Regions from separate parts of the Mus musculus genome. Here regions 1, 2, 3, 4, 5 and 7 are each linked to region 6. A link is a contact called in public Hi-C, HiChIP or PLAC-seq and promoter capture Hi-C data. All regions are on one chromosome and are shown on one strand. Each heading gives the region's core, a stretch centred on a gene start, on an enhancer-like site or on the middle of the called end of the contact. The rest is flanking DNA. Distances are from core to core; before and after follow the strand shown. Region 1 holds the start of Lactb (lactamase, beta). Region 2 holds the start of Rps27l (ribosomal protein S27-like). Region 3 holds the start of Car12 (carbonic anhydrase 12). Region 4 holds the start of Rasl12 (RAS-like, family 12). Region 5 holds the start of Pdcd7 (programmed cell death 7). Region 6 holds the start of Snx22 (sorting nexin 22). Region 7 holds the start of Clpx (caseinolytic mitochondrial matrix peptidase chaperone subunit).

What was found. Promoter capture Hi-C pulls out the DNA fragments that hold promoters and counts their contacts. A called contact is a pair of places that touch in the nucleus more often than the background predicts. HiChIP or PLAC-seq counts read pairs in DNA pulled down with a chosen protein or histone mark. Capture Hi-C pulls out chosen DNA fragments and counts their contacts.
Region 1: a contact with region 6 is called in a promoter capture Hi-C map of liver, with 3 times the contacts expected there. The contact joins the promoter of Lactb here to the promoter of Snx22 in region 6. A contact is called at or near these places in 5 of 39 promoter capture datasets (embryonic stem cells, erythroid cells, liver and 2 more), 3 of 484 Hi-C or Micro-C datasets (CD8 T cells and embryonic stem cells), 1 of 115 datasets of contacts at active chromatin or transcription factors (large pre-B cells) and 1 of 9 other capture datasets (liver).
Region 2: a Hi-C map of B cells shows a contact between it and region 6, with 14 read pairs. The contact joins the promoter of Rps27l here to the promoter of Snx22 in region 6. A contact is called at or near these places in 3 of 39 promoter capture datasets (HPC-7-derived erythroid cells, embryonic stem cells and pre-B cells), 1 of 15 datasets of contacts at CTCF or cohesin (large pre-B cells), 1 of 484 Hi-C or Micro-C datasets (B cells), 6 of 115 datasets of contacts at active chromatin or transcription factors (astrocytes, embryonic forebrain, embryonic midbrain and 3 more) and 1 of 9 other capture datasets (embryonic stem cells).
Region 3: a contact with region 6 is called in a promoter capture Hi-C map of liver, with 2.3 times the contacts expected there. The contact joins the promoter of Car12 here to the promoter of Snx22 in region 6. A contact is called at or near these places in 4 of 39 promoter capture datasets (the C10 cell line, liver, pre-B cells and 1 more).
Region 4: a promoter capture Hi-C map of embryonic stem cells shows a contact between it and region 6, with 2.6 times the contacts expected there. The contact joins the promoter of Rasl12 here to the promoter of Snx22 in region 6. A contact is called at or near these places in 2 of 39 promoter capture datasets (embryonic stem cells and liver).
Region 5: a contact with region 6 is called in an H3K4me3 HiChIP or PLAC-seq map of fetal liver, with 2.9 times the contacts expected there. The contact joins the promoter of Pdcd7 here to the promoter of Snx22 in region 6. A contact is called at or near these places in 6 of 39 promoter capture datasets (the 3T3-L1 cell line, erythroid cells, hippocampal neurons and 3 more) and 3 of 115 datasets of contacts at active chromatin or transcription factors (bone marrow-derived macrophages, fetal liver and pancreatic cancer cells).
Region 7: an H3K4me3 HiChIP or PLAC-seq map of bone marrow-derived macrophages shows a contact between it and region 6, with 6 times the contacts expected there. The contact joins the promoter of Clpx here to the promoter of Snx22 in region 6. A contact is called at or near these places in 1 of 39 promoter capture datasets (erythroid cells), 2 of 484 Hi-C or Micro-C datasets (CD8 T cells and regulatory T cells) and 3 of 115 datasets of contacts at active chromatin or transcription factors (bone marrow-derived macrophages, large pre-B cells and memory CD8 T cells).

Annotation. Positions count from the first base shown.
Region 1 is chr9:66,974,010-66,976,736 of GRCm38.p6, forward strand. Lactb (lactamase, beta) reads right to left here and starts at 1,475. Exons shown (of 6, transcript NM_030717.1): 1 at 1,032-1,475; 2 at 709-775. The coding sequence starts at 1,382.
Region 2 is chr9:66,944,639-66,947,349 of GRCm38.p6, forward strand. Rps27l (ribosomal protein S27-like) reads left to right here and starts at 1,448. Exons shown (of 4, transcript NM_026467.5): 1 at 1,448-1,542; 2 at 2,193-2,301. The coding sequence starts at 1,537.
Region 3 is chr9:66,712,316-66,715,015 of GRCm38.p6, forward strand. Car12 (carbonic anhydrase 12) reads left to right here and starts at 1,371. Exons shown (of 11, transcript NM_178396.5): 1 at 1,371-1,618. The coding sequence starts at 1,534.
Region 4 is chr9:65,397,205-65,399,904 of GRCm38.p6, forward strand. It overlaps Rasl12 (RAS-like, family 12), which reads left to right and starts at 1,284. Exons shown (of 5, transcript NM_001033158.2): 1 at 1,284-1,463. The coding sequence starts at 1,361.
Region 5 is chr9:65,344,578-65,347,451 of GRCm38.p6, forward strand. Pdcd7 (programmed cell death 7) reads left to right here and starts at 1,491. Exons shown (of 5, transcript NM_016688.2): 1 at 1,491-2,431. The coding sequence starts at 1,565.
Region 6 is chr9:66,068,452-66,071,226 of GRCm38.p6, forward strand. Snx22 (sorting nexin 22) reads right to left here and starts at 1,308. Exons shown (of 6, transcript NM_001379335.1): 1 at 1,155-1,308; 2 at 723-806; 3 at 235-339. The coding sequence starts at 1,229.
Region 7 is chr9:65,292,826-65,295,671 of GRCm38.p6, forward strand. It overlaps Clpx (caseinolytic mitochondrial matrix peptidase chaperone subunit), which reads left to right and starts at 1,435. Exons shown (of 14, transcript NM_011802.3): 1 at 1,435-1,740. The coding sequence starts at 1,662. It also overlaps the pseudogene Gm16218.

The DNA.
Region 1 (2,727 bases), core at 225-2,724, 910 kb after region 6:
CATGTGACCTTAAGCTTCTGATCCTCCAGCTTCTACGTCCTGAGGAATGGGATCATGGGTCCATACCACTTTGATTTATGTGGTGCAAGGGATTATACCCAGAACTTGTACCCAAAAGCAAGCACCAACTGAGCTCCATCCCAAACCACTTCAAGCTTGTCGTTAAAAACAAAACAGGTAACACTCTGTCTAGTAAATGTAATAATAAACTGTAAATCATTAAGGACCAGGGATATCATGTATTCTTAATACTTGGTATAGTGCCTTTTACAGAAGTGGGGAATAAAAAAATTACAGAATGAAAGAATAAAAATATGCAGAAACTGACATTTTAGTTACTAATAAGGGTTATCTAATATGTAATAGTGGTAATTTAATGGATTGTTCTACATTCCATTTTCAGACCAATTCTTAAGAGTAAACTGGGAGAAGAAACAGCATTTTGAACACATCCACGTACTTGAGTCACACAATTTAATTATTTACTTTATTTTGCCCTCACACATGGAGGCTAAGCAAGTGAGCTTCCACTGAGCTATACTCCTAGCCCAGTTAGTTACATTTTAAACTTTCCAGTGATAAATAAAACAGCCTGATTATTCTAGGGATACATTGTCTCTACAAATGTGCCACTTTTTGCAACTCCAACCTGTAAAACATCAGTATTTTATTTTACCAATAACAAAATGGGCTACCTGCTGAACTCACCTTCTGACCAGACTTCTTTTCCATCTACAGAAACTCCAACCACGATGCCGGGGGCACCAACCTCATCCTAAGAGAAAAGAAAGACCCTGGTGGTTCAAAAGTAGACTGACTCCGCCCACTCTGCGGTCCCGCCCACCAGGAGGGCAATGGTTCTGCTCCGATTGCCCTGGCCGTCGGAGTGCACAGGACTCTAAAGGGGAAGGGGCGGGCCCCTCCGCGACCGGTGACCTCAGCTGCTACTTGAGCAGCCCTAAGAGCGTCAGCCCGCGGCCAGGCAGTCAGAAAAACGGAAGCCGCCGCCCTGACGCCCACTGGGCCCGCACCTTGATCCGGTGTAGCAGATCGCGGCTGCTCTCGATGGCTCTGGAGAAGCCCCTGGCTGCTGGCGGCGCAGGCGTGTGCGGGCTCCCCGGGCTCAGGGCCTGCTCGTGCGATAACTCGGTAGTGCCGGACGCCTCGGGGTCCGCGGGGGACTGAATGGGGACGGCGCCCCGCAGCCCGACCACCAGCTTCGCGCCGAGAGCCAGCCCCAGCCCGAGCCCCAGGCCGCCGGCCCAACCAAGGCCCAGCACAGGCAGGCCCGGTCGCCTGTGCGCCCCGCGCCGCCCTCCGTCCCAGGCTGGGCCTGCGGTGGCCGCAGCCCGAGCTGTCACGCTTGACAGGAGCCGGTACATGTTGCCTCCGCAGAGCCGGCTGCCTCCTAGCTTGCTCCGGCTTGGCCCGCGGCGGGCGGGACGAGGGGGCGGGGCTGAGGCGGGGCTTTACAGTACCTCTCAGTCAAGGCCGGGTGGGTGAGCGACGAGCGCATCGAGCGCCTGGTCCTCGTCTCCTTTCTAGCCTTCTGGCTACTAATCCTCTTTGGTTCCACCCCTCCTTTTCTTGCTTTCTTTTCCCTCCCTCTTTTTCATATCTTTCTTCCTTCTTTTATCTTCTCCTTTTCCTCTCTCTTCTCTCCCTTTAGCTCTAACCTCCCTCTCTTGTTTTCTTTTTCTCTCGCATCCCACATTCCTCCCTCTATCCTCTTTTCTCTTTCCCTCTCTTTATTTCTGATTCTCTCCTCTTTCTCCTTCCCACTTTAGTTTCTACCTGTCCCTCAAGCCTCTCTTTTCCTTTTCTCCTCCTCATCTCTCTCCTTTTCCATGCTTCTTCTCTCTCACAACACACATGATATCCTTAGACAAGTCTCCTGTCACAGCAACACCCTCTTGCCACCTTATGCCTATGTTAACAACACTCGCCCCTTTGTTTGACTGAGATGCACAGTGGTTAAAACACTTGCCATGCAAACACAAGGACTGGAATTCAAATCCCCAGTATCCGGGTGAAAATGCCCAGTGGGCATGGCGCCTACCTGTAACGGATTGAGAAACCCAGCCTCAATCCAAAGTTAGAAGCGCAATTATAGATGGTTTCCAACATAGTCTGGGACGTTCTCAGGCAAATGCTAATATGCATGTATATACATGCACACACACAAAAGTGGGAAAAAGCAAACCTGATGTGGGTTTTTTTCATTCTTTTAGGAGAATTTTATGTCTTGACTCGCCTTCCTGCCCAGTGACAATCATTCTAGCAAACATTAATCATCGTAACTGCTCTGGAGATTGGTTGTGTTGTCTGACATCAGTTCCATGAGGAAACTGGAGTAAAGGGAGGCTAAGGGATTTGTCTAAATCTACAGAGTTGTCAGGTGATGGCCCAGAAATGTACCTTCTCAGCCTTCCTCTCTTGTCAGAGGGTTTGAAGGGTTCTACGATCAGAGGCGTGGGCGGTGAATCAGCTTCCCAGTGGTGCGATGGATGCAGCTGCAGCTAGTATTATTACATGGCCAGGGTCCACTGGGCGCTACAGCTGCCCTTCCACACCCAGTCCTGTTCTCTGAAGCAAACTCTAGCCAGGCTACTCTCAGTTCTCTTCCTGAGTAGGAAACTCTTCCACAGTTTCTCACAGCTCAAGGCTGCGTTGCTAGAGTGACCCTATCTTTCTTCAAAATACCTGCCTGAGAAAGATCAGAGTTTC
Region 2 (2,711 bases), core at 198-2,697, 880 kb after region 6:
AACACCTCAGAGCTGGCTTCTAGGGACATATTTTCTGCAATGAGGCCACACCTCCTAAGCCTCCTAAGCCTAAACCGCACCAACTGGGTCTCAAGTGTTCAAATGGCAGAGACTAGGGCAGGCATCTCATGCAGACTGCAGCCTTAACTGTACTCGTCAAGTAACCACAGACCATGGACATTGAGACATTGGAACTTCTAGGACCATTATTTTCCCCGTACACACATAATAATTTACATAGTTATCTATATCACCATATTTAGTATTGACTTACAGTTTATTCATTTTTGGTGTTCCAGAGATGGCCCCATATGGCTGAAGATGATCTTGAATTTCCAACCCTCCTGCCTAAACCCCAAGTGCTGGATTATAATAAGTGTGCCCCATACCCCTAGATGTATCCAGTGCTGGAAATCAAACTCGGGGTTTCTTACTTACTGGGTGAGCACTCCTCCATGAGGGAATGCGGTGTTTTAATTTTCTTCTGCTTTATGCAAATTGAGTATTATACATCTTTTTTTTTTCCCCAAATTGGTAGGACAGTCTTAGGGTCAAGCTTATAAATGGTGTATGTGTGTGTGTTTAAGCCAGGGGGTCAATATCAGGTTTCTTTCTTAGGTGCCACCTACCACGTTTTCTGAGACAGAGGCATATCAAACACAGCAGCAAATGGGATTTGTTTAAAAAACTATTTCAGAGCAAAGCAAACCGGAGGTGAAGCCTATCCGGTGCAGAACTTCAAGTCTCACTCCTTAGAAGGCACAGACACAAGACTAGAAGTTTGTTTCACAACCCGTCAGTGGGATCTTTCTAGTTAAAAATTATTTATTTAGTGGTGTTAGGGATTTAACCTAAGGCTTCATGAAGGCAAGGCAAGCATGCTATTAGCTGAGCTACACCTCCAACCCCAAAATCAGATTTTTAAATTTAATTATGAGTGTGTGTGTGCGCGCGCGCGCATAGGGAGTGCAGTGCCATAGAGATCAGAAAAGACCTGCAGATCTCCCTGGAGTTGAGTTTGAGGCAGTTTCGAACCGCCCAGCTCGGTTCTGAAAACCAAACCCAGATCGTCTGCGGGAGCAGTACACAGTCTTAACCAACACACACTCTTAAGCGCTGAGCCAGCCCCCTCCCAGGCTCGCCTATGGTGTTTGTAATACAGCGAAGAACAAAGATTATTGTTCCGTGTGTCCCCCTGTCCGCTGCCCCGCACAATGAACAGGGGAGACCAGGCTAGTTGCAGCCTCGGGTCTGGTTTCCCTCTAATGCCTAATGCCCGGGCCTCCGAAGCCCGGCCTGGGTGCAGGGCGGAGTCGGAGTTTAACGCAGAAGCCATTTAAATGTCCCTCATTGGACTTGGCCCGGCGGTCAGGGCGGGAGCCGTACCACTGAGACGGGAGCCTAGAGCGGTCGCCCCCGCCTCCACTCCTCTCCACTCCTCCCCGCCGCCTCTATCCCGGAAGTTGCTGAGGGGCGCTCGAAAGCGAGCAGTTCGTCTCGGCGACCTGGAGCGGCCGCGCTTGCGGAGCCGTCACCATGCCCGTAAGTTTTTGACTTTGGGCTCGGGCTTGCTTTCCTTCAGGCTTTCTGTTAGTCTGGCGCCTCGGCAGGCGGCTAAGCCCGCGGCGTCTCTTGCTCCTGCGGGCCGAGGCATGGCGGGCTTGTTGAGACTTGTCCGGGCGACACGGCGCGGCATGGCGTGGCGGGCCCTGTCCGGGCTCGCGTGAGTGGCCAGCCCGTGGGGTGCAGCTCCCAGCTCACCATGGGCTTCAGGGTCACTAACGGGCCTCGCAGCTTCCGACACGTTCACTCCACCCCGGGCGAGCATGCCGCAGCCCTGTGCTGGCCATTGGATGTGGAGCCCCGGGGCTGAGGTCATCCCGGCCTTGTTCTGATCTGCTGCGCTGCGGCTTCGGGGAGGCCCGAGCCAGACGCTGGTTTTTACTTAGCTTTGATGGCTACCCAGCCAAACGACAAAGGGGTTCTCTCTCCCATATGCTGCCCGAGCGCTGTAAAGTGCCAGGAAAGGACTGGCAACGTGTGGGTGAAAGTGGTCCTATCTTGAAAAGTTAGGGTCTTAAGTACCCCCTCTGCGGAGTGTGCCTGTTGCTCCTGCTTTGCGTTCCTCGTGTGATTCGGGCTGCCACCCGTGTACTGTGACTCCAGTAGTAACAATATGTTTCCTTCCACAGCTGGCTAGAGATCTGTTACACCCTTCCTTGGAGGAGGAGAAGAAAAAACATAAGAAGAAACGGCTGGTTCAGAGCCCAAATTCTTACTTCATGGATGTGAAATGTCCAGGTATAAAATTTCAAATTTCCCTGTCCTAAAGGACGTTTCAGGAAAGATTCACACTTTAATAAGTCAGGATCCACTGTTGACTAGAAATGACATTACAGAATTGTCATAAGGGTCATTTTAAAGAAACATACTCAAACCTTTGTAGAAACATATGGGAGCCAGGTAAAGGATACGTTGACTTAAGTCTTTAACTTAAGATGATCATTAAGATGATGAATTTTCTTTTTTGCAATGCAAATAAAATATATGTTGATTCTTCATTCTCAAACTGCTGTCTGATGTGTTTGCTATACCATATGTGTCTGTTTAGTACTTAACATGTGGAAATGGAAACAGAATTTAAGAGTAAAACACTACACTGAAGCTATAACTTGAAACAGATGACATGTCTGTTACATGCTGAAATGTTA
Region 3 (2,700 bases), core at 121-2,620, 640 kb after region 6:
ACTGCCTAAGCCACTCCAGAGCTCATTCAAGGCTATTCATCTCTGAGAAAAGGTCACCCTTAAGCTTATTGTGGTCTGGAAATGATTGTGACAAAATTGTCATTGTAACAACTTCCTTGAAGAGATTTCAAGCCCTTTATTACCCATACAATAGTTGAGCTGTTAGGGACAGAACAATAACACCCCTTGAAATGCAGGCGACACCTGCTTCCTGGTGGTTCTCGGCTGCTCAGTCTCTCCAAGTTGTAGGTGAACAAATGGCCTCTTTGGTCACCAAGGCCAACCTGAGTTGTAGGTTGAGTGCCAGAACAGATGGGGGATGGGGGAGGGCTGGGCTGGTTGACTTGGCCCAGAGAAGAGGGCATGGCGGGCCAGGTTACAAACATGGGGTTATGTACTATTCCGTATGTGTAGGCAGCAGGAGACCAGGGTTAGTAGGAGCAGGAAACTGAGCCCCACACCTGAGGTGGTAGAGAGATATGGAGGAGCCAGGGAAGCAGAGACCATCTCGGGCGGGAATAACAAACAGACGATATAGGAGGTAAGGGTGGGGAACAGCAGAGCAGGAGGCCAGGAAGATTCAGCTCCGCATGGGCGGGCTAGACACAAACGTGATCAGAACAACGGGCTCCTGTCTAGAGTGTAAGTGTGCATATTGCAAAGCAAGCGGAGATTGGAGAATAGTGGGCAGGAGTAGCAACAGGTGATAAACCAGCATTGGAAACAGCCTGGCCACTGGTCCACATAACCCCTAGCCTGGTCTCTGATGCTTGTAGACACTCGGTAATAAAGCAAGTCCTTTTCTTTCACCACTACTTCAGAGAGGGCACCTTCTCCACCTGCTGCCTACCGAAGATGGGCTGATCCTGTGAATTTGCACAAGGAGTAAGCCTTGTCTACATGCCTCCTCCTCCTAAGGGAAATGCTAATCGCCAAGAAAAGCGACTCATTTCTGTGAATCCCTTTATCTTAGTTTCCGATTCGCAGTCTCTTTGTGGTTTCGTTGAGAAGAGCTTAATCTGGATGTGATGTGTAATTCACAGCTACTTGGCTAAGACCAGGCAGAAACATTCAGACCCTGAATGAGGCTTTGGCCCAAACAGCATTCTATGCTGGGGCTTTCAAGTAAGGGCAGTGACAGACCACAGTCACATCTAGGGAAGTGAGTGCTGCACGGGTCCCTGACTTTCCATACCTCCCTGTGAGAACTGGCTCCCCCAAGTAACCTGTGGCCCAGAGGACCGCCGCAGTGGGCCACTGAGGACCACTTAAGTCAGGACCTCAACTCACCTCGGACCTGGGGCTCCTGCCCTCCGGTAGGCTGGGCTTTCTGCCCCGCCCTCCTGCCTGATGACATCATGTTTAGGGTTGAGTCGCGGCATTAAAAAGCAGCCTACAGGCAGCCACGAGTCTACACAACCAACGTGCACGTCTTGGTCCCAGGCTAAGTGCACACTGTGCTGGTGCGCCGCTGCCAGCTCCGAGCGCCCCACAGCTCCGAGTGAGTGGCAGCTTTGAGTCGCCAGGACAAAGATGCCTCACCGCAGCCTGCGCGCGACTGTCGTCCTCCTGTTGGTGATCCTTAAGAAGCAGCCTTCCAGCTCAGCCCCACTCAACGGTAAAGTTTCTGCTTACTTAAAAAAAAAAAAAAAAAAAAAAAAAAAAAAAAAAAGAGTCCTGTGCACTGAGCCATGCCTGGGCAGAGAGAGGATTTCTGCCAGGCTCTTGCAAGATAAAGTAAAATCACTACTGAGCGAGTAAGGAAGTTGCTGTGTGCCTAGCACATTTTCAAGAAAGGATGCTAGCTTTGGGATCGTTTGGGATGCACTGTTAGCTGAGGTTAGTTGGAGGCACTTTTTTTTAACGGTGCTTGGTGCACAGTTGTAGTTACTCATTTGCCTCTTTTCTGAGCACACTACCTCTGGAGATGGGGCTTGGAAACTTGCTAGCCAGGATCCCGGAACCACGTGCAGAGCGCTGAGAAAGGACTGTCTTCCTGTGTGCTGTGATCCGCAAGAAGGGGTGTCTGGCTGATCGTCAGAACCCTCAGAGAGGCAGTTAACCAGTAGGTTTCACACTCCGTGTCCAGGGGATAATGTAGCCCACCGTTAGTCATTGTCTTTCCCCTCGAGATCTCTGCTACACTGAACCTACATGTGTGCGCACATGCCTTATTTCTAACTGTAATAAGGGGCTGAAACCCGAAGGGCAAGTATGCTGAACAGGGTGTCAGGTTGAGGTGGGAAGAGGAGCCTGAATTGTGGGCTCATGTCCAAAGCCTGGATAATTAACTCCTTTGGAATAAGAAAAGGAAAAGCAAGCTTTAGCCTGCCTCTCCCTCAGGCTACTACTAACCTTAGGGAGAAGGTGGGGACTGGGTCCTGCTTGTTTGTGTCAATGGGTCCCCACACTGTGGTGATACTTGTTCTTGGGTTGCAATAGAAGGGACCAAGAGTGACCCCAGTGGCTGAACAATGATTCCCCTGGCCAGGCAGCGGGGAGAGAGCCCAGCTCCTGCCCAGCAGTATCAGAGCTCTGCTCTCCTTCCCCCCTTGGAGGACCACACTCTGCCGGTGGGCAACAAGCCACTACCCCTTTACTGAACCTTCATCGACTGGCTGGCAGGATCTGCCTACTATCACCTTTCCCACGCAGTCAGGAAGAAGCAGAATGTGGGAGAAGTCCCACAAAAGTGGCGAT
Region 4 (2,700 bases), core at 34-2,533, 670 kb before region 6:
GCCCAAGGCTACACTGGGATCCCAAACACCCAGTGTAATTGCTGCCTAACTAACAAAGACTTTCTATTAGCTTAACAGCTATGGAAGCAGGTGGATTCCCCTCACAGTGGGTGAATGGGTGACAGCTCACCATTATGGGCCAGGAATGGGATGGAGCTAGTATGCCCTTCCCTCTCCAGCATCAGTGTTTTCCAGAATACAGGCCTTCAGGGTTCTAGAATTTACTCAGGCCTGCCAAAATCACACCCCAAAATTTGCATTTATCTGCCCATTGGTATTTATAGACAGGGACATCAAAACCCAAAGAAGGGCTGGTCCATTGCTGCTATTGCGTTGCAAAAAAAGAAAAAAGAAAGAAAGAAAGAAAGAAAGAGAGAAAGAAAAGAAACCCAAAGAAGTGGGTGATTTTCCCAAAGTTATCTCAGCAACTAAGCTCTTGTGCCCTATCTCCAGCATAGCCTGATCTGAGACCCCAGGGAATGACCCCTACTTCATCAACCTCATCACCAAGCTCAGAACTGCTGTCCACTCCAGAACAAAGAAGACACATTCACATTTTACTCCTGTCAGGGAGAAAAAGTATTCCAGGATGGATTAGATTTCTGGAAGCCAAACCTGTAGAAAGCTTTACGTTTTAGTGGCATTTATCAATTATACATAATAATGAGTCTTGATGTGACATTTTCACACATGCATCTAATGCATTTTGGTCATAGCCACAGCCCCCATAGTCCCTCTCATGTCCCTACCACTCACGTATCCCCTTCCTCTTCCCAGTTACCTTCCTTCCAATTGTCATACTTTTGATTAATTTTTGGCGAGCCAATGAGTTCAAATAGGTTTACTTACAGGAGCGTGGGTGAGGTGTTTTATGTTTGGTTTGAGACAGCCTCACATGTAACTTAAGCTACCCTGGAATAGCCCAGGTTGGCCTCCAATGCACCACTGCTGCAACCCTCCTTCAGCTTCCCAAATGCTGGGACTAGAAGCATAAAACACCTGGCTAGGTCATGAAGTCTTAGCAAGGGGCACAAATCCTTTGTCCCAGGAGCCTGAGTTCTGCAGCGATGCTACTTGGAGTCGCCCATGCAAAACACAGAAGTAAAGTGCTGAGGGTGAGCTGGCTGTGGTCTAAAGCAAAAGTGACACAGAGACCCACCAGGAGGCAAGGAGTGCAACCCTGGTTGCAGGGTGCTCTGGCTGGGGGCTCAGCGGCTTTTAAAAGGCAGTTGGAGCATGGAGGCCACGCCCCGTCCACGCCCCTCCTCCAGCGGGCGGACACCATAGTCTGAGTGACTGGGGGCGTGCAACTAGCAGCCCATCGGGCCGGGAGACCGGCGTGGCCATCTGCAGCTTCGCCATGTCGTCGGTGTTCGGCAAGCCCCGAGCTGGCAGCGGGCCGCACAGCGTGCCCCTGGAAGTTAACCTGGCTATCCTTGGGCGCCGCGGAGCGGGCAAGTCTGGTGAGTAGCTTGGAGAGCGGAGGATGAGGGCAGCTTCATCCACCAGCTCTCAGGGGCTTGCTTCTCCCGGTGGTTGGGTGAGTCCCTAAGACTGCTTTTTGCCTCAGTTTCTCTGTTGCAGGCTATCACTCTCGCCTTGCTTCTCCATCGCTTTGGTTATCTTTAGCTGCTTGCCTGCCTCTGCCTCTGTTCTCGGTGCCTGTGACTCCTGTCCCCCCCCAAATTCTCTCTTTGTGTTTCTCTTAGTTCCTCTACTTATCTGCATCCCTAGGACCAGCAGCCAAATCTCATCAGCTGACACTAACGAGACCTGTTGGCGCTGGTCTCCAGTCCTGGGTCCCCTTTGAATTCAGTGGCATCTTTGCTACTCCTTGATCTGTGCTGTCCACCCCACCCCCTCCAAGAAACTTAGTAGAAGTCATTTGAGATTAGAATTTCTCAGGCTTGGGCCACTCCTCCACTGCCAACCCTTGGGACTCTGAAACAGACTATTCTTATCAAATGTATTTGTTTCAAGCCAGACCCCTCTTGACTTTCAAGAAAGTCTGTAGTCCCAGGTGCCAAGACCTTGTCCTTGGGAAACCTGGGATCTTGGGCTACTACTAAGATAATTTCTGTCATCCTAGACCTTCATCACTTCTAAAAGTCATCACAGAGACCCCAAAAGGAGTGTTTGCCCTGCTCTCTGACACTTAAAGACCCAACCAGCTGAAGATGGGGGACCAGAAGGGGCTCCTCTGGCTACCCAGTTCCAGCCTACAGCGAATGGCCACCAGGCCTGTGAGCTATGACTTTCCTTCTCTTCCTTTCTCTGAGATTCTCTGAGGAAGTTTGAAGTCAGCACTCCTGGCTCAGAAGTGGAACCCAAAACACGGTTTTCCTTTGAAAACCAGCCTGTTCCCAGTGACTCAACCAATGGTCAGCTAGTGACTACACGGATGAAGGAATTCTCTTTTATTTTTGAGGCAGTCTCATGTAGCCCAGGCTGTCCCAGAACTTGTTATGAAGGCAAGGATGGCCCTGTATTCCTGAATCCTCTACCTTCCTCTTCCAAGTGCTGGGTTTGTAAATGTGTACCACCATTCCTGGCACTGGTAAACTTGGGGATGGAACCCAGGGCTTCGTACGTGGTAAGCAAACACTCAACCAACCAGGTAACATCTTCAGTGCCAGAAAGTTTAGAATATGTGTTCCCTGGCTAGTAGTTTGCCAACGGGCAGTGTTAGGAATCCTTCAA
Region 5 (2,874 bases), core at 241-2,740, 720 kb before region 6:
TAGCATGTCGCTATGCTGAATTCCACACCCCTAAGCTCCTTACCCCATAAAAACCCCTAGCTTTCGAGCCTGTGGCCAACATCCGTTATCTCCTGTGTGGGATGCATGTTGGTCCGGAACCCCATCATTAAACTACCTTGTGTGTTTACATCAAAGACGGTCTATTCGTGATTTTTTGGGTTTTGGGTGCACACCAAATCGGGAATTGAGTGGGGGTTTCCCCACTAGGTTCTATCAATATGACATATGGACACTGTAACATCTATCTCTCCAAGACCACCTAGCTTCTCTTTGTGTTTCTGTGTTTTACACCCTGCATTCTTTCGACCCCCAGCAGACATACTGCAAATCACTAGTACCTGCTGCTTCCATCCTGTGTTCCTCTCATAACTTTTTGTTGTCTTTCAGATCTTAGCCGGAGCTTCAGACCGTGTCTCTAGTCCCTCTAGAACGTTAACAATCATCAGGATTTCTGAATTCAAGACTGAATTGGAGAGGCCAAACCTACTCCATCTTGGGACCAGCCTCCATCTTCAAGAAAAGAAAAAAGCAGAACTCAAGCTGCACCAAAATACCAGAAAGGACCCCATGGCTTGTCCTTGGCCAGAGTTAATCCCTAGCTACTTCCTAGCAACAGTTAATCAAAGATTAGTTTGATTGTTTCAGATGTACTTTCAAACTGTTTGTGATCAAATGCACGATTCAGGGCACCCAACTATTGGCTTATAGTCATTCTATTAGATGCTTGCCAGACTGGACAACCCCTCCCTCGCTTTGAAAGAACCTAGTGGGGAAACCCCCACTCAATTTCCATTCGGAGCGCACCCAAGAATCACGAACAGACAACCATCTTGATGTAAAAGCATGAGGTAGTTTAATGACGGAGCTCCGGGCCGACATATATCTCCCTCAGGAGACAGAGGTGTCGACCACATGGTGGAGCCATAATGGCAGAGCTCCGGTTCGAAACGTATCTCACACAGGAGACAGTGGTTTCGACTCTGACGCTTGGAAGCTAGGGATTTTTATAGAAAAGGGATGGGGCTGGGGGAGGAATTGGCGAGGTTTCACATGATTGGTTCATTTAAACATCAACAGACTGTCAGAAGGGCGGGAGATAGGGGGGCATGTCCTGGCCTGTTCTGCTATGTTCTCAGCCCCAGGTTTCAAAGCTCACAAACAACTCTTTGGGCTATTTGACATAAATTACATGAATCACATGTCTCAAGTTTTATTTCCTTTCAGCTTTTATTTTTCTATAAAAACTTGTTCTACTGAGGGTTCAGGGCTGCTCCGCCTTCTCTTTCTGTCCTGCTGTGTTAAGGTCGATTTGGAGGAGAGCCCGAGCCTGAGCCCGAAATAAACCCTAACATCGGAGACGGATCCTTGGTGGTTTGGGAAGGTTCAAGCTTCCTGGCACGACAAACCAAGGTCCTGCACTACGCCTCGCTTCCGGGAAGTGAGTCAAGCACCGGTCGCACGTTATACACGTCACTTCCTCCTGGAACCCGGATAAAGAAGTTCCCAGATTACTGTCACTGCTCCCAACCGCTGCACTACAGACATGGCTCTGCCACCTTTTTTCGCCCAGAGCCGTCAGGGACCTCCCCCTCCGCAGCCACCGCCTTCCGCTCCATTCGGCTGTCCGCCCCCGCCGCTGCCCTCTCCGGCTTTCCCGCCGCCCCTTCCCCAGCGACCCGGCCCCTTCCCGGGGGCTTCCGCCCCCTTCCTCCAGCCTCCGCTGGCCCTGCAGCCCCGCGCGCCAGCCGAGGCCTCCCGCGGCGGTGGCGGTGGCGGCGCCTTCTTCCCGGTGCCACCCCCACCGCTGCCGCCGCCGCCGCCGCAGTGCCGGCCCTTCCCGGGGCCCGACGCCGTCGAGCGTCCACGGCCACCGCCTCCAGGTCCCGGGCCGCCCTGGAGCCCGCGCTGGGCGGAGGCGCCGCCGCCGCCCGACGTGCTCGGAGACGCGGCCCTGCAGCGCCTGCGTGATCGGCAGTGGCTGGAGGCGGTGTTCGGGAACCCCCGGCGGCCCGGTGGCCTCCGGACCCCGCGCACACCCGCCGGGCCCAGCCTGGGTGAAGTCCGCGCGCGGTTGCGTTCCGCTTTGCGTTTGGTGCGGCGGCTACGCAGCTTGGGGCAGTCCCTGCGCGAGGCTGAGGCCGACGGAGCAGCCTGGGCCTCCCTGCACGCTCAGGCGGCGCCACTACGAGCGGAGCTAGCGGAGCGGCTGCAGCCGCTGGCCCAGGCCGCCTATGTGGGCGAGGCGCGACGGAGGCTGGAGAGGGTCCGGCGCCGCCGGCTGCGGCTTCGTGAGAGGGCCCGGGATCGGGAGGCTGAGCGGGAGGCGGAGGCCGCGCAGGCCACGGAACGGGAGCAGGAGATTGACCGCTGGAGGGTGAAGTGCGTGCAGGAAGTGGAGGAAAAGAAGCGGGTGAGAACCAGTATGCGCTCGGTGGTTGGAGCTGTGGTGTCTGGAACTCGAATCTGCGTGCTAGTTAACTTGTATGCTTATCCGCGAAAGCTAGCCTTTGCCACTTCTTTGCTCTGTATTCCTTGTTGACGATGTGTGGTGCATAAAACTCTAGAATTTGGACTATAAAGTCCCTTAAACACGCGACAGGTTTACACTGGTGCATTTCTGGGAGGACACACCTCTTGTGTCCTGCTTCAAAGTTGGATCCACTTACTGAAGATGCAGAGCAGTATCTTTTATACTGTCCTAAAGCATGCAAATGTAGAGGACTTGGACCACACCTAGAAACCTTTATAACATAATTGGCTGATGAGGTTGATAATAGTTCTCTCCCGGGTTCATTTGTTTTGGTTTGATACTATGAATACCAGTGTATCCGGTGGAGTGGGTCTGTCTGGATC
Region 6 (2,775 bases), core at 58-2,557:
ACACACACCTCATGAAGAAAATACAGGAAAACACCCTAAGGGTGAAGAATCTACTCATTGGATTATTCAAAACTTTCAATAACCCAGATAGAAAAGTTCGTACTCATTTGGATAAAGAGCCTGAGATACTGAATAACAACCCCAAGTTGTGGGACCCAACACACTCCCACATCTCTAACTGGGTCTCCCCTGGTCCCTCAGACTTAGGGGCAACCAAGTGTACCCCGTGCACACCTGGATGTAGGTCTCTAATCCCTGCCGGCGCTGTTCCAGTCCTCTGGTCCTCCAGTTGGGCAGGCGTTTTGAGGGAAAGTCAGGCACTTTGTACCGTTTCTTGATCTGTACATCAGTTACAGAGGTGAGTTCCCAGCAAAGCACTCAAGCCCACTGCATCTAGCTGAGGACTTTCTCCAGTCCTCTCTATATGTCTGTCTTTAAGCTTCAACCTGGGACAGCTGGCAAGAGGTGGTTGGGACAGAAGTGACAAGCCAGAGAGTGGAAAGGACGCACACGGACAAGGTCAGTCTGAGCTGAGCTCTAGCCATTGCGTCCTCCCCGCGAGGGGCCCTGCAGCCCAGGGGGAGTCGCCTATGATCTGCACCCTCCTGGGGGCTGGGACAGTAATGGGGGTGACCAACCAGAAGCTGGGATCAGAGCTCTTTCTCATGCCACCGAGGGACCTGGCCTGGAGCCAAATCGGTGGGTAGTCCGCGACATCTCACCCGCTTGTGTAGAGCGTGGAACTCGCTGTAGCGCCGCGGCACGGTGTGTCTGCGTCCGCTGTACAGCACCTCCACTTGGAACACCTGGCGGGCGGAGGAGTGCAGACGGCGGGTCCAAAGGATGCAGTAGGACCCGCGCCGCGAGACGCGCCCAATTTCTGGTGTTAGAAAGGCACAAAGCCGACTTGGCGTGCCACCATCAGGGAAACCCCTTCCGAACCCCAGACACACCTGAAAGAAAAGGGTAACCGGCCCTCCCCTCTGCTCCAAGCGACCCCTCAAGAGCCCAAACCATTGTCCAAGGGGCTGGCAAAGCCAAGTAACCCCGAACCTTTGCGACGAATGTCCTAGCCCTGAATTCTGGGTCCCTTTTGCGCTGATCGCGAAGATAATCGGTAGATCCCCGCACACACTCTTCGTCCATTTGCTCACCATGTGGCCTTTCTCTGGACTCTGCCTGGGCCCTTCGGCCTCGGGCCCCACCGAGGGAATGTGAACTTCCAGCATCCGCGCCCCGACCCGGCTGCAGCCTCTCCCGGATCGAGCGCTTGGGCACCCGAACTCCCTGGAGCAGCCAAGCAGCCCTAAGAGGCTGACCCGCCCTCGGGCTCCAGGCCCTGCCCCCGGGCCGTAGGCTCCGCCCCACTCTCTGGATTTTTCAGCCCCAGGCTCCACCCTCTGATACGGGAGCCCGCCCTCGCCACGCCCAGGGTGTTCCCTGGCTCACTAAAGTCCTGAGGCCAGAAGATAACACCATGGGTCGCCATGCAAGGGAAGGAACCTTCAGCAGGGTCACCCATTTGTCAAACATTTCCCTAGTATCCCAGGTAGTCAGCCGAGGTACATTTTACCTGGTCTCTCTAAAATTTCACCTGGTCTTTGTTGAATGTCCTGGATGCTAAGGTGTCAGAGGAAGGCACAGTGGGTTTCAGGTCTGGGCTTCCGGTTAGGACCATCCTTGTTCTTAGAGAACCTAGCCACCACAACCTTCCCTCTTTCATGTGGTCCCTGGTAGCACCACCTGAAGACTCCAACTGAGGTAGTGCCGGGGTGAGGCTGGGATCCATTCTAGCTTTGATGAGCACCTACAAACCATTCATTTATTCCATCCACCCGTCCATCCATTCATCCTTCCTACCTTAGCATGCCTAGTTTGCTTCAAGCTAGTGTATGGGGAAGAGGCAGTTTAAAAACCCAGGCTTGGCACTGAAAGTCGAATGGCCTAGATATCAAGAACTGTGTGGAGTTTCTGCACAGCTGTAAAGCAGGTAACATAAGTATAAACACTGAGTGAAGCTGGGCGGCACGGGCCAGGGGTTCCACTTATCTATGAGGCTGAGGCAAGAGAATTGTTTGAAACCAGGAATTCAAAGTCAGCTTGAGCAACTCAGCCAGGACCCAATAGTGGCTTCCTTATGGGCTTGTTCAGCTGGGATGGATGGGTGATGATGGACAGATAATAAGAAGTAGGTACAGAAATGTGTGTAGAGAAGAGGAACAAAAATGAGTGTAGAGGCGGTGGCCCCAGCTGCTCTCATCCGCCCTGCTGGTCTTCTTCAGAATGTAGTAGGATTTTTGTTTGGCACATTGCTTAGTTTGGGTTTGGTTTTTCTAAATATGTAGATACGTTTTCTCTGTGTAGCCCTTGCTGTCCTGAAACTCCATCTTTAAACCAGGCTGGCCTCTAACTCAGAGATCTGCCTGCCTCTGCCTCCCAAGTACTGGGATTAAAGATGTGTGCCTGCCTGGCTATAGTAAGATTTCAAGACAGAATGATCACTTCATGTGTAAACACAGAAATGGCTTCCATTTCTACCTCAGCCCCACACTCCTTACTGGGCTCTAGGTAAAGTGCTCAATGGCCCAGTGTTCTGTTCTCAAACTGGGTCATGTGTGATGGTTATTCTGAATTGCCAACATGGCTACAGGTAGAGTTAACTAAAAAGACAAAACAAACAAACAAAAAAAAAAGACCACCAAACCGGAGTTTTGGTTAACAGCAGGATCATTTGAGGTAGGAAGACCCACCCTAAATCTGGGCCACACCTTCTCA
Region 7 (2,846 bases), core at 185-2,684, 780 kb before region 6:
GCAGAGGCAGGCGGATTTCTGAGTTCGAGGCCAGCCTGGTCTACAGAGTGAGTTCTAGGACAGCCAGGGCTACACAGAGAAACCCTGTCTCGAAAAAACAAAAACAAAAAAACCCATAACTTCTCTTTTTGGGCGGGAGAAGCCAGAGACAGCCCTCTTGGTTTGCTCACAGCATCCATGGAGGGAGAGCTTCTGAGAGAGTCTAAGAACACAGTTGGAAAGCAACATACTGAGAGGACTTGAGTCTCTCCTCACAACTGTATTCCTGGATGCAGCTGAAGAAGGAGTGGGTCTTAGTGAAGAAAGACAAGAATTCTCTTTCATCTCTGAAACTTTACCATGAGGTGTTACCACGAGTCAGCTCTCTAAGAAAGAACCCTGTAGTAGTATGAACCACCTGGAATTCCCCTTCTGTGAGCTAGACCCGGGGAACTGGAAGTCACTTTTCTGGCTGGAGATTGACGCTGGTTAATGTAAGTGAACTGGTGTTGATCCTGGCTTAATTCTCTTTCCTCACAGTTTCTGTCTAAAGGTTCCAGCAGGGTGTGGTACAACTCGGTAGTCTCATCTAGAGGTGGGAGCACAGGCATCAGATGTTCAGAGCCATTTTCAGCTACAGAACAAGTTCCAGGCCACCTAGCAATTTGGCGGCTAGAGTTGATGATATATATATAATTACTCTGGCATAAATTCCAAACCAAACCCAAATAAAACCCATATGGTGTTAGAGGCAGTACTCTTAAATTCGAGGTCAGCCTGGTCTACAGAGGGAGTTCTTGGACAGCCAAGGTTACACAGACAAACCCTCGCTCAGAAAACCAAAACAAAAATCCACACAGGCAACTAGCCCCGACTGAAAACTTTATCATCACAAAGCTTGAAAGAGCAAGGAAAGCTAGCTCTATCCAGCTTGTTGCTCGGAGTGGGAGTGGGATTAGGAGACCATTTCCATGCTGCAAATGAAACGAAACAGCGAACATAAAGGAAGCCAGGATATAGAGTCCATGAAGGAAGGAACTTGCCGAAGTGCAAGCGCCTGGTAGTTACTGTCTGTTTATAATTATTATGTGGGATTATGGTCTTTACCACTGAATTACATTCTTAGTTTTCGGATCACTTAAAAAAGATCCTCACCTTTTTGCGCTTTTATTTCCCCTGCTCCTAAGAAGCGTAGGGTCAACTCCCGACACGGCGCGTGTCTCTTTGGGTCTAAAACTTTTTAACATCCGAATAAAGAGACTTCCCGAGAAATTAGGCGACCGCAAAATTTTGGGTTCGCCGCTTGCCGTAGCGCGCTCATTGGTGCCCAGGTTACCGCCCCATTCTCTGGAATCACGTTAGTCTCCACGCATGCGCAGCGTAAACTCACGCCTCCTCCTGGGTCTAGGACGCAAGCGCGCGCACGCTCCCCGGCCGGGGTGGGCGGGGAATGGGGGAGAGTAGGGAGGGAGGGGAGGAGGGGAGGAGCCTACTCCGGTGAGTAGAAGGCGGTGGGACGCTGGGATCGTCCAGGCCTGGCTGCCTGGTGGGGAAAACGCTGCGCCAGCATAGAACCGACGGAAGGGAGCGGAGCCAGTCAGCGGAACACTCGCGCGACACGATCGGGTCGCTGAGCCCCCTCGATCCTCAGGGCGCGAAGCCCTGGCCTAGGCCCCGCGGAGATGTCCAGTTGCGGCGCTTGTACCTGCGGCGCTGCGGCCGCCCGGCTTCTCACCACTTCGCTCACCTCCGCGCAGAGAGGTAACGAAGTAGTCCCGAGCCGGTGCCCGCTCTGGGCTCTCGGCGAGTGAACCTGTGGGGATCCCGGGGGGAGAGGAGGGCTTGAAGGCTGCGAGGCGCTACGAGCCTCTGGAGTACCTGGCTGTCGGATTGGAAGGAAACCCGGTGGGCTATCGCTGGCCTGTGAGCTCTCGGGCCTTCGGAGTTTGGGGGCTGGAATGAGGCCATCTCGCCTCAACTCAGGGAGAACAACCGAGTGCGACGCAACACTCGTTAAAAGTGTCCCCCGTGCAGCCCTTCTTGGGGCCTGTCACTTTTGGGGAGTCTGTGCCCGGTTGTCGGGCTAGTCGCCTGGACCGGCAGCGCAAGGGTGTCACTGACATTGTGCGGTCTCGGGGACGACAAGACGTAAACACAGCTCGCTGGCCTTCCAGATATTTGGGAAACTTGGGGTCCCAAGATATTTGGGAAACTTGGGGTCCCAAGAAAGCAGCGGGGAGGTGGGGCGAAAACGACCGCTGGAATTCCTGAAATACTTAAATTTAGCAACAGTCATTCGCCCGCTTCCCCAGCTTGACAGCTGGGATCAGCCTCTAAGAGTGGAGTGGCTCTTGTTTACTTTGCTTCTCTATTCATCAGGACCTGTGACAGAGTGCACACCTGCCAAGAGATTCCGGGAATGAAACCCGTTTTTCTTTCCCACAAGTCTATGCATATCAGATTGTAAGGCTAGGTCTTGTTAGGCTCTGAACTTACAGATGTCTTTTCATGACGATCCTTGGATCAATAAAAGCAGTTTTCCTTTTTTTTTTTTTTTTGACTAATTCTAAAATCATCATTGTCTACTAACTGTATAATTGGCAGTTTATAATACACATGAAATGGAGTAACATAGGCGGAAGCATTTAGTATTGACACGTAAGTGTAAGATTTAGTCTTAAAACATTGCCACACCTCAAGTAGGTGTCCCAGTTCCAGAGGTTTGATTTGTAAACACTGGAAAGAAACATAATTTTAATGTATTGTTTGACCTACATTCGTTGAGGGCTTAAGGTATTACAGTTTGGTACTAGGGGTATTAAATTCATCATGTTTAAATTTGGTTGACAACAGCATTAAAAAGGGTA